2 separate regions of the Mus musculus genome follow, and region 1 is linked to region 2. The links are chromatin contacts, called in public promoter capture Hi-C maps. All regions are on one chromosome and are shown on one strand. The core of a region is the stretch at or near the end of the contact, and the rest is flanking DNA. Distances in the headings are between cores, read along the strand shown. Region 1 holds the start of Mien1 (migration and invasion enhancer 1). Region 2 overlaps Gm31317 (a long non-coding RNA gene).

The links. Promoter capture Hi-C pulls out the DNA fragments that hold promoters and counts their contacts.
Region 1: a contact with region 2 is called in a promoter capture Hi-C map of embryonic stem cells, with 2.3 times the contacts expected there. The contact joins the promoter of Mien1 here to the enhancer-like site in region 2. A contact is called at or near these places in 11 of 39 promoter capture datasets (3T3-L1-derived adipocytes, the C10 cell line, the HPC-7 cell line and 5 more), 4 of 484 Hi-C or Micro-C datasets (forebrain, liver and nephron progenitors), 8 of 115 datasets of contacts at active chromatin or transcription factors (the SCID.adh cell line, bone marrow-derived macrophages, embryonic stem cells and 2 more) and 3 of 9 other capture datasets (adipose tissue, liver and pancreatic islet).

What each region holds. Positions count from the first base shown.
Region 1 is chr11:98,435,854-98,440,532 of GRCm38.p6, reverse strand. It overlaps Mien1 (migration and invasion enhancer 1), which reads left to right and starts at 1,545. Exons shown (of 4, transcript NM_025559.2): 1 at 1,545-1,675; 2 at 1,789-1,886; 3 at 2,220-2,296; 4 at 2,388-2,825. The coding sequence starts at 1,587. The coding sequence ends at 2,471. It overlaps Erbb2 (erb-b2 receptor tyrosine kinase 2), which reads right to left. Exons shown (of 27, transcript NM_001003817.1): 26 at 4,352-4,604; 27 at 2,817-4,220. The coding sequence ends at 3,865.
Region 2 is chr11:98,296,374-98,300,835 of GRCm38.p6, reverse strand. It overlaps Gm31317 (a long non-coding RNA gene), which reads left to right. Exons shown (of 3, transcript XR_389006.2): 3 at 1,720-1,968. Gm31194 (a long non-coding RNA gene) reads right to left here. Exons shown (of 2, transcript XR_389003.3): 2 at 4,221-4,412. Among named protein-coding and RNA genes, the nearest start is that of Gm31194, 4.0 kb to the right of the region's middle. Within about 2 kb of position 2,280, at least 18 of the 459 cell types and tissues checked have an H3K27ac peak or open chromatin away from gene starts, as enhancers often do. A contact at or near this core is called in embryonic stem cells, hepatocytes and liver, where this site is marked.

The sequences.
Region 1 (4,679 bases), core at 296-2,795, 140 kb before region 2:
AATTCAAATTCCCAGCAACCACATGATGGCTCACAACTATCAGTACAGCTGCAGTCTACTCATATATACATAAAATAAATAAATAAATTTAATCTAAAAAAAAAAAAGTAATATCATCAAAGAGACAGGCAACCAGTATTTGTGGTGGCTATGAAGAAACAACTCCTTGTGCCCTTTTGGTGGTGTAAAATGCTACAGCTGCTTAGAAAAAAAAAAACAAAAACAAAAAACAAAAACAAAAGCAGGTAGGCAATCCATAAAGAGTTAAATATAAATTTCTCGCAGCCCAGTAGTTTTAATTTTACTCTAAGGAACTTAAGAGAAATGGCAACACATCCATACAAAGGCATCTACAAGACATTTACTCAAAACAAACAACCCAAAGAAACCCAGATTAATGTTAATAGACAAATAATCTGTGCTTTTTCTATACAACAGAATGAAATAGTATTCATCAATAGAAAGGAACGCCTGGGACACAGCACTGGATGGAGGCTTGCTCTGATACAACAGAGCAAACGTCACATGCTGCAAGAGTCCATTTATGTGAAATGTCCAGAAAAGTTTAGAGAGCAGAGCAGCGATTGCTTGGGGCTGGAGTTGGAAGCTGCAAGCAAACAGGAAAGGCCTTCTTAGATCCATTGAAATATCCTATAACTAGATGGGATGACGTCAGAACTCAGCAAACACAGACCGACCCAACAATGAACAGTTTCAAGGGACACCAGAATGGGTGACTTGTTACGATACTGTAGTGGTGCTTCAGGGAAGGAAGAGACAGGGAGGACCCAGGCTGCAGTTCCAGAATTACAAACTGAGTTCAATGACACTAGCCCTCTAGCAAGAGGCAGGGATGAGGAGTGTGCATAAAGTGGGGGTCAGCACTTCAGAGTCAAAAGAACTAGAGTTCTGGGCTGATGAAGACGCTTGACCTGTAAGAGACAGACCTTTGAGACAGAATCTGATACTCTGAGTTCAATCCCTGGGACCCACATGATAAGATGGAGGAGGCCGAAAGTTGCTGTACTCTGACCTTCAAAAGCATGCTATGGCATGGCCCCCACCTCCAATACACACTCGTCCACAAATTAATAAATAAATGTAGTAAGTTTTAAAGATGCCCTCGCATGCATAAATTCACACTTATACACATATATACGTAATTAAAATATTCTTAAAAGTTAAAAAAAAAAGAACTCGAAAGAAAAGCAGTATGGTGTGGTTTCAAACGCTATCATCGTTCGAGAGGTAAATAGCAACACCAATCACAGACCATCAGCTACCTCGGCCGCCTGCCCCATTTTCTCTGTCTTTTGTAAATGGAAAATAGCTTTGTGATCACAGGCAGTTCGTTAGTAAGCAAATCCATGACTGTGAGCATTGGATGCCAATGAGCTCTCAGAACCCAGGATCAGTGCTGGTCCAGGATATTCGCTCTGCAGCTGGATCAAGATGTAGCAGTACCTGCTGACGGCAGAGGGCGCCCCGACGCAAAGCGAGGTCCGGACACGCCCACGGACACGCCCCCCACGTGACTTTGGCGTGGCGTCACACCCGGAAGCAGCCCTGCAGCGGAGCGGGCAGCAATGAGTGGGGAGCCAGCGCCGGTGTCCGTAGTGCCCCCTCCCGGGGAGGTGGAAGCAGGCAGTGGAGTCCACATCGTGGTGGAGTACTGGTAAGCCACTCGGGTTGAAAAGGAGCCTCTTGTGCTCGCCCGCAAGATGGGGGTGGATCCACGGGAGGCCCCACCCCCGGAACCCCAGCTCACTCCACGTCTCTTCTCCCCAGTAAACCCTGCGGCTTTGAGGCGACCTACCTGGAGCTGGCGAGCGCTGTGAAGGAGGAGTATCCGGGCATTGAGATTGAGTCGCGACTCGGGGGGACAGGTGAGGTCCGCAGAGCACCTGCTGAGTCAGTCCATGTGATAAAACTCCAGCTCTCCCTACATTCTAGAGCTGACATTGGCTGTTGTATATAAAGCCCCTAGTAGGGTCTGACACATAGCAAAAATGCCTACTGTGGGTTTGGAGTGAAGGAACTCTTAATGGCGTATTGGAAAGACGCACGGGTGAGGACTTTGGGGTTTGGGGCTGAATGGCTTCAGGATCGGTGTCTGCCGAGGCCATGAACAGTCTTGCTTGGACTCGAGGTGGTGCCAAGGACCTCCCTGAACTTCTGCCTGTTGTTCTTAGTTCGTTCTTGCATTTATTTCCTACCAGGGGCCTTCGAGATTGAGATCAATGGACAGCTGGTGTTCTCCAAGCTGGAGAATGGAGGGTTTCCTTATGAGAAAGACGTGAGTATTTAATGTACCTCGGGAGGGTGGCTGAGACGAGACACACCCTCCTCTCCTGTGCATGACACTCGCCCATGTCTCTGTCCGCTAGCTCATGGAAGCCATCCGAAGAGCCAGCAATGGAGAACCTGTAGAAAAGATCACCAACAGCCGGCCTCCCTGTGTCATCCTGTGACTAAGAAATGATTCTTGGAAGCTTGGTTCTGGGGTTTAAACCTTTCCTTGTGGTTACGCTAGGAATCCCTCTACCTTTAGCCCCTCACTTGGCCCTAGGTAACTAAGACCCTGACTTCACTTTGCCTCTTAGGGCACAAGGAGGGACTAGACATTTCTGTGGCCAAAGGCAGAAAAGAGATGTTCTCTGTGAACATCACCATCGCTCTCCCGGGATCTGTGCCCTCTGCAGTTTGGTCCTCTCCCCAGCGTGGCAATACCTTTCAGATGCCACGGTTGCTATAACTTATTTTCCCTGAATCCTGGGCAGTGTCGGCTCTTGGCAATAAAGAGTAATTACAAATGCTTGTGTCAACTGGCGTGTGTTTATGTCCAGCCTGTGCGGGGGGCACACAGGTCAGTCTGGCCCTGCTAACACCTAGTGGGTGGGACTAACACCTAGTGGGTGGGGTTTTCCTGGATGGATACTTCTTTCTAAGGCAAGGAAAACAAGTCACATGGCAATGCTCTCCACAAGCTCCCCTCTCCCACTGGGAGGACAGGACTTCATTCTGGGGGTAGCCTTGGAATGAGTGTGTCCAACGGAGTATTCTGGGGGTAGCCTTGGTATGAGTGTGTCCAACGGAGAATGACCCTGTTGCCAAAGGGCCTTCAGAAGGAATCCTAACTCCCCAGTCCCTCAAGCCCAAAGCCAAATTGTCTCAAACTTTTGGAAGATCTCTACACACTCACTCCAGGAGGAGCTGTGTGTCAGATGAGCAATACGGTTTGACCCGGCCCGGGACCACTCTCAGACATAGGCTGGGGTCCAGTTATTTTACAAATCTCATTGCAAATGGAGAAAGGGGACAGCACCCCCCGACTTTCATATAACACCCACTCTCCCACTGTATCCTTATTTCATCTTTAAAAAAAAAACAAAAAACAAAAGTAAAAACAGAACAAAATAAACTCTGTACAAAGACCAGTCTGGGTGCAAGTGCTGTCCCCCTCTTGGGATGCACGTGCCTCAGTCCTAGTGGGGTGTCCTGCTCCCAGGATATTCACCTGGGGCCTCCTCCCTTGCAGGCTGAGCTTCCCTCAGTCTTCAGAACCAAGAGAGCCAGGCCAGGTAAGGAATACCCACTGGACCCTACAGTCTGTCAGGGCAGTCAGGGTCTGTAATCCTCTGGGGCTGAACAGTGTGCTGTCTCTTCCGGCCAGGCGGGGCCCTCTTAACCACTCAGGATTGAAGCATCGAGCGAGGTTCCTCAGGGCACGTTCCTGGCATAGCCGGCTGCCCTGGATGTCATGTGGCCAGAGGACCTTCTCCCTGCTTTGTGGCGGGCGATGGAGACCACAAGTTAGGCCTTCCTTCCCCACTCTGAAGACAGAGGATGTCTGCACATGTGACCTCATACTGGCACATCCAGGCCTAGGTACTCAGGGTTCTCTGCAGTGGGGGTCCCTTCAAAGGTACTTGGTGGAGGACCCTGCTCCGATGAGTTCTGGTCCCAGTAATAGAGGTTGTCAAAGGCTGGGCTGAAGGCAGGAGAAGGGTGGGGCTGAGAGGCAGTGCCTGCTCTGGGTGCTAAGTATTCAGGGTTCTCCACAGCACCCCCAAAGGCAAAAACGTCTTTGACAACCCCATTTTTCCCAGGAGAGAGAGTCTTGGGTCTTTCTAGAGTAGCACCAGCAGGTCGGATGGGAGGCGGAGGACCCTCTGGGGTCAAGGGAGACTGAGGCCGAACCTCTGGCTGGTTCACATACTCTGAGGAGAGAAGAGATGTTGTTAGGGAAAGGGTCCAAGATATTCCTGCCCCATCATTGCCCCTCAGTGGGTGTAGCCTGAGGGTTCTCAACTCCCCTCTCCTCCCAATCTCTCGGGCCTGGATTTCATACCGGGCTGGGGGCTGCAGGCCAGGGGAGCAACGTAGCCATCAGTCTCGGGGGGCAGAGGTAATGTGGGATCCTCACTGTACCGCTGTAGAGGGCTGAGGTCATGTGGAGAGAGGCTCTGCAGTCCTTTGGTTACCCCCACTGCCAGGTCACCATCAAACACATCGGAGCCAGCCCCTTCGGAGGGAGCCAGTGGAGATCTGGGGGGCTCTTCTTCCGAGGGCTCCAGGCCCAGTGTCAGCTCACCACCGCCACTCTGGGGTAAGAGAAGGTCATGATGGGAGCTACTCAAAAGTCTGCGAGGGGAACAACGGGGTCCCAGGAGAGAAAC
Region 2 (4,462 bases), core at 1,031-3,530:
TTCAATTTCTGATCGTTCTATCTCGATCTCTAAAGTACTGAGATTGCAAGAGAGTGTCCCCTCCCCCAACAGAGTTTTCTTCCCTTGAAACTCTGGTGGAAAGTCCTCCAGGGTTCACCATCCCTTCCCAGGGTGCAAGAAGTAGGCTGCCTAAGAGCTCAGGCCTTGGGCTCTGCAGCCTGGCTTTGAAACTTGAGCCGAGTCGCTTAACTTCACTGAGCCTCAGGTGACTCATCTGAGCAATGGGACAACAGGATCTGTGTCCTGTGGTTACTGCAATGTGTACAGCAAGGCAGTTAAGCTGAGCTGTTGGCACTTGGGGGACAGGGATGATTCTTAGACCCCAGGACAAAGTCAAAATTCCTAAGCAGGGCCTGTGGAGCGGAGCTGTCTGTGGGAGTCAAACAGTAGGAAGATCTACCCACTGTTACAGCAAAGCTGTGGGCATAATGAGTACGGGCCAGCTCATCTGCCCAAAGTTTTCTGCTGTCTACAGCAAGTCTGGTCCTTACAGGCCCTCTAGCCAGGGTTTCTGTGTGTGCCTTTGTATGTGGAATTCTTACTGCCTAGAATGTCCTTTTGCACCTTACCCACCTGGAAGCTCTCACTCATCAGTTCAGACCTAATTCAAGAGGGGGTTGTGGTACTTGGAAAATGAGGCAGGGGGATTGCTGTAAGTTTGAGGCTAGCCTAGGTTATGGAGTGACATCCTGTCTCAAGGTTACTTGAAGGGTGTGTTGCCCATGCTGGCGATCCCAGCACCTGGAAGGCTAAGGCCAGATGGCCAGGGCCTCAAAGTCATCAGATGCATAGCAAGTTTGAGGTCAGCCTAAGCTACATGAAACCCTATTTCAAACAAACAAAATTAAGGTAGGGGAAAGACCTAATCCAAGCCTCCTTGCCCTCTGCCAACTGCTAGCAACAGCAACAGGCCTTAGAGCCAGGCATTCTGAAGTGGAATCCAGCTCTGCCACTTCCTAATTGGGTGACCTTCATCTGGGTCTCAGTTTCTGAATCTGGAGAATGGGTATGTTGAGGAATAATATGTGTAAAGAGTTTGTTCCCACTGGGCACGGCAGCACATGCCTTTTAATCCTAACACTTGGAAGGGAGAGGCAAATGGATCTCTGTGAGTTTAAGGCCAGCCTGGTCTATAGAGTGAGTTCGAGGACAGCCAAGGTTACCCAGAGAAACCCTGTCTTGAAAAAAAATCTGTTTCCAGATTTGACACAGGAAACCACTAGTAAAAGGTAAGGGCCATAATTACTCTGCCTACTAGGCTGTGAGCTTCCCTGGGCCAGCACTGAGCTGACTCTCTTGGCTCTAGCCTGGACAGCCAGGGATGCTCTTTGCCAAGAGAGCCTCAAAGCACTAGGCAGCACCTTGAGCCCTGCTGGGAGCCATCCCATTCCATTCCGATGCCCTCCCCATTTTCCACAGAGGGAAACTGAGGCCCCAGGGCAAGCGTCTTTAGGTTCTAGTAAGCAATGAGTAGCAGAGCCAGGGTCCATCCTGTGCGCAGCTGACTACAATCAACTCTCTGGGCTCAGTTTCTTCATGTGAGAAATGGGTCGATAGTCACTCCATGGAGTAACATATTGACTGTTGGGAACAGCAAGACTGGGGGAGTGAGTGGGATAATGTTCTATTTAGGATAAAAACTTTCCTGGGGTTACAACTGAGGAACTGACCAGGGTCCCAATTTACCTCTCTCCCCAGGGTGCTTCTGGAGCCTGGGGCCAATTCAGAAAACCTTCCTTTCCCTGGGCCCTCTGCCAGCCCCTCCAACCCTTCCTCCAACCATCCACTGCAAGACAATGGTGGGCTGGCCCGGCCTTTGTGAGAGGGGTCAGGCCAGTTAATCTTGGGCTGGGTTAGGGAGGGGCATTTGGGGGCCAGGAAAGGAGTGGGGGCTGCCGGTGGGGGACACAGCAGCCGGCTGCTGAGAGTTGAGGGCATTGGAGGCAGGGGGCCGAAGAAGTAAAAGCTTGAAACAGGCTTTGGGGAGCGTTTCCTCCGAATGTAGATTTGAGCTCCTATTAAACTTGCCAAAAATTTGTGTTAGCTAATGGATTCTTAATTCTGTCTAAAATGAGAGAGGGAAAATTATGCCATTCATCTTGTATTGGTTTGAAATTACATCTGACACCTAATCGATCATACTGTGGAACATTAACTCTTTGGAAGAGACCCAACTTTTTCTCTCCCTCGCTTTCCAGGGCTCGGGAGCCTCCCCCACCTCTGATTCCTTCTTTTGTATTTCATTAACTTAGCAAAGCTCTGGCTGTCTCTCGGGTGAGGGGTGGAGGCTGGGGAGGGTTCTTTTAAATCAGGGGAGGTAATCAGCACCCCAATCTTTTGCCCCCAAAGAGCCACCACTTTCAACCTTCAAGTGACCTCCACTCTGGCCCGGCTTTTCCCATGCACTTTGAGTCGACATGGCGATGCAGAATTAAAGGCGCTAAAGGCACGCGCGGGGGTGGGTGGGTGGTGACCTCAGAACCACCTTGGGTGCACGGGGGAGAGGTGGGGAGCCAGGCAAAGATAAGCTTGCACCTGGGGCTGGGGCAGGGGCCGTGGCAGGGGGCTCACCCGCGACTGGCCTGGCAGATGGGTGAGGAGGAGAGGGCAGATGACAATGGATTTGCCCGAGGATCCCCAGGAGCTCGAACTGAAAACCCCAACCCCAGACCTTCTTTTCCAGGAGGAGGACTTTCTGGCAGCAAGGAGAAGCCACTGGAGGCCGCCAGGCCTGGGCTAGGCTCCTGGCTGTACTTCTGACAAGCTGTGTGACCTTGGGCAGATTACATAAGGCTCAGAGTCTCGGTTTCCTTCTCTGTCAGGGCAGAGTGGAGACTGTAACACCTCGGCCCAGGGCTGGGGCGGGCCTGGATGGCACAATCCAGTTTAAACTGGGGTAGAGCCCATCACCTGGTGCATAGTAGGTATTCAGGAAAGGTGACAGAGGGCCAGATCACTGGCCCCGCCCCCTGCTTCTTCTGCTTCCTGCTCTTCCTTATTCCAGGCTGTCTGATCCGCACTCTCAGCTCCTTCACTTAGCTCCTCCATCTTTCTCTGCCACTGCCAAGGGCAGATCAAGGTCAGGAGCCCCAAGGTCAAACAGGCCAGGAGGGCTAAGTGGTACCTGAAGGAGGCTGGGGCCCAGGGGCTCCTTTCCCTGCTCCCTCAGGGTTCTCTCCTGCCTGAGGAGCTCCCTCAGAACCTGCCACCATGCTGAGGAGGGATGGGAGGGGGGTGTCCCAGGGAAAAGGAAGGTGAGTCCAGCAGGAAGGAAGGAAGGAACTCTCCATTTGGATCAAAGCCTCTTGCTTTTACTTAAACGCTTCTGATTCTGTCTGTGGATTCCTGGTTTCTGTTCCCAGTCTAAGAGGGGTGGATTGGATCCCTCCGGTGTTTCCATAGACCTGCAATGGCCCAGATTCCACCCCAGCAAGGGGGAGAGAGAGAAGGGGAGAGAGAGAGGAGAGAGAGAGAAGGTGAGGGAGGGGGCAAGAATTTCAAGGATTTCTTCCTTAACTTAGCTTTGGACACCAGGGACGTGTGGGGACACTCCAGCTCCCCAGAAAGCTGGGTCAATGAAGGACCATAGCAGGCAGCTGGCCTTTGCACTAAACAGCAAGGAGTGCCTGATGCCCCTTTTGCAAAACTTCAGGTAACCTCTGGACCCTCTCAGAGTAAACATTACTCTCAAAAAGCAGGAATTAATCACATGAACGCATGTGCAGATGAAGGGCCAGGCTGGTTTAAGCAACTGGTTGTTAACCTCTGGATAGCTGTCCCAGGGGCAGAAATGAATGGCTTAGAATGCCCCCAATGAAGGCTTGAATGCCCCCACTGAAGGAGCCACAGTGCAGGAACTCCTGGTGGCAAATCTTCTCTGGCACCCTCATTTTGAAAAGTTGGCAGCCAAGACTCAGCAAGGGGCTAAAACAGGCCAGGGCCACCCAGAGAGGTAAAAAGGAGAGTACCTGGGCCTCCAACCCTCAGCCCAGGGCTCTTCTCCACCTGGATCAGGAATCTACAGGAACATTTTTCTAGATGACATTCAAGTCTCAGGAGCTCAGAGCATATGAGGACTAGATTTGGGGAAGCAGTGTGAGAGCTTCCAAGAGGCTCCCCTGAGGAGAGTGAAGGGCAGAGGGCACAGGGAGCCTAGCTCCCTCCCCCCCTCCCCCGCCCCCAACACTGACACAAACACACTAAGGCAGGAATTTTACTGTCAAATGTCCTTTCTATGGGGAGTTCACTGTTTCCCAGGAGATGTCTGATGAAGCCCCTTCCTGCCAGCCTCCCTGGCAGCCACTAGGCGGCCATGGCTTCCTCTTCTGCCTGGAGACTCCACATGGAGGGGTTCACACGGTTTGTATTCTTAGTGCTCAGGGCTGGCGGCACTGAGAATGGAGCAGAAGAGCAAGGATCAGCCAGGCTGGTTGGGGAGACT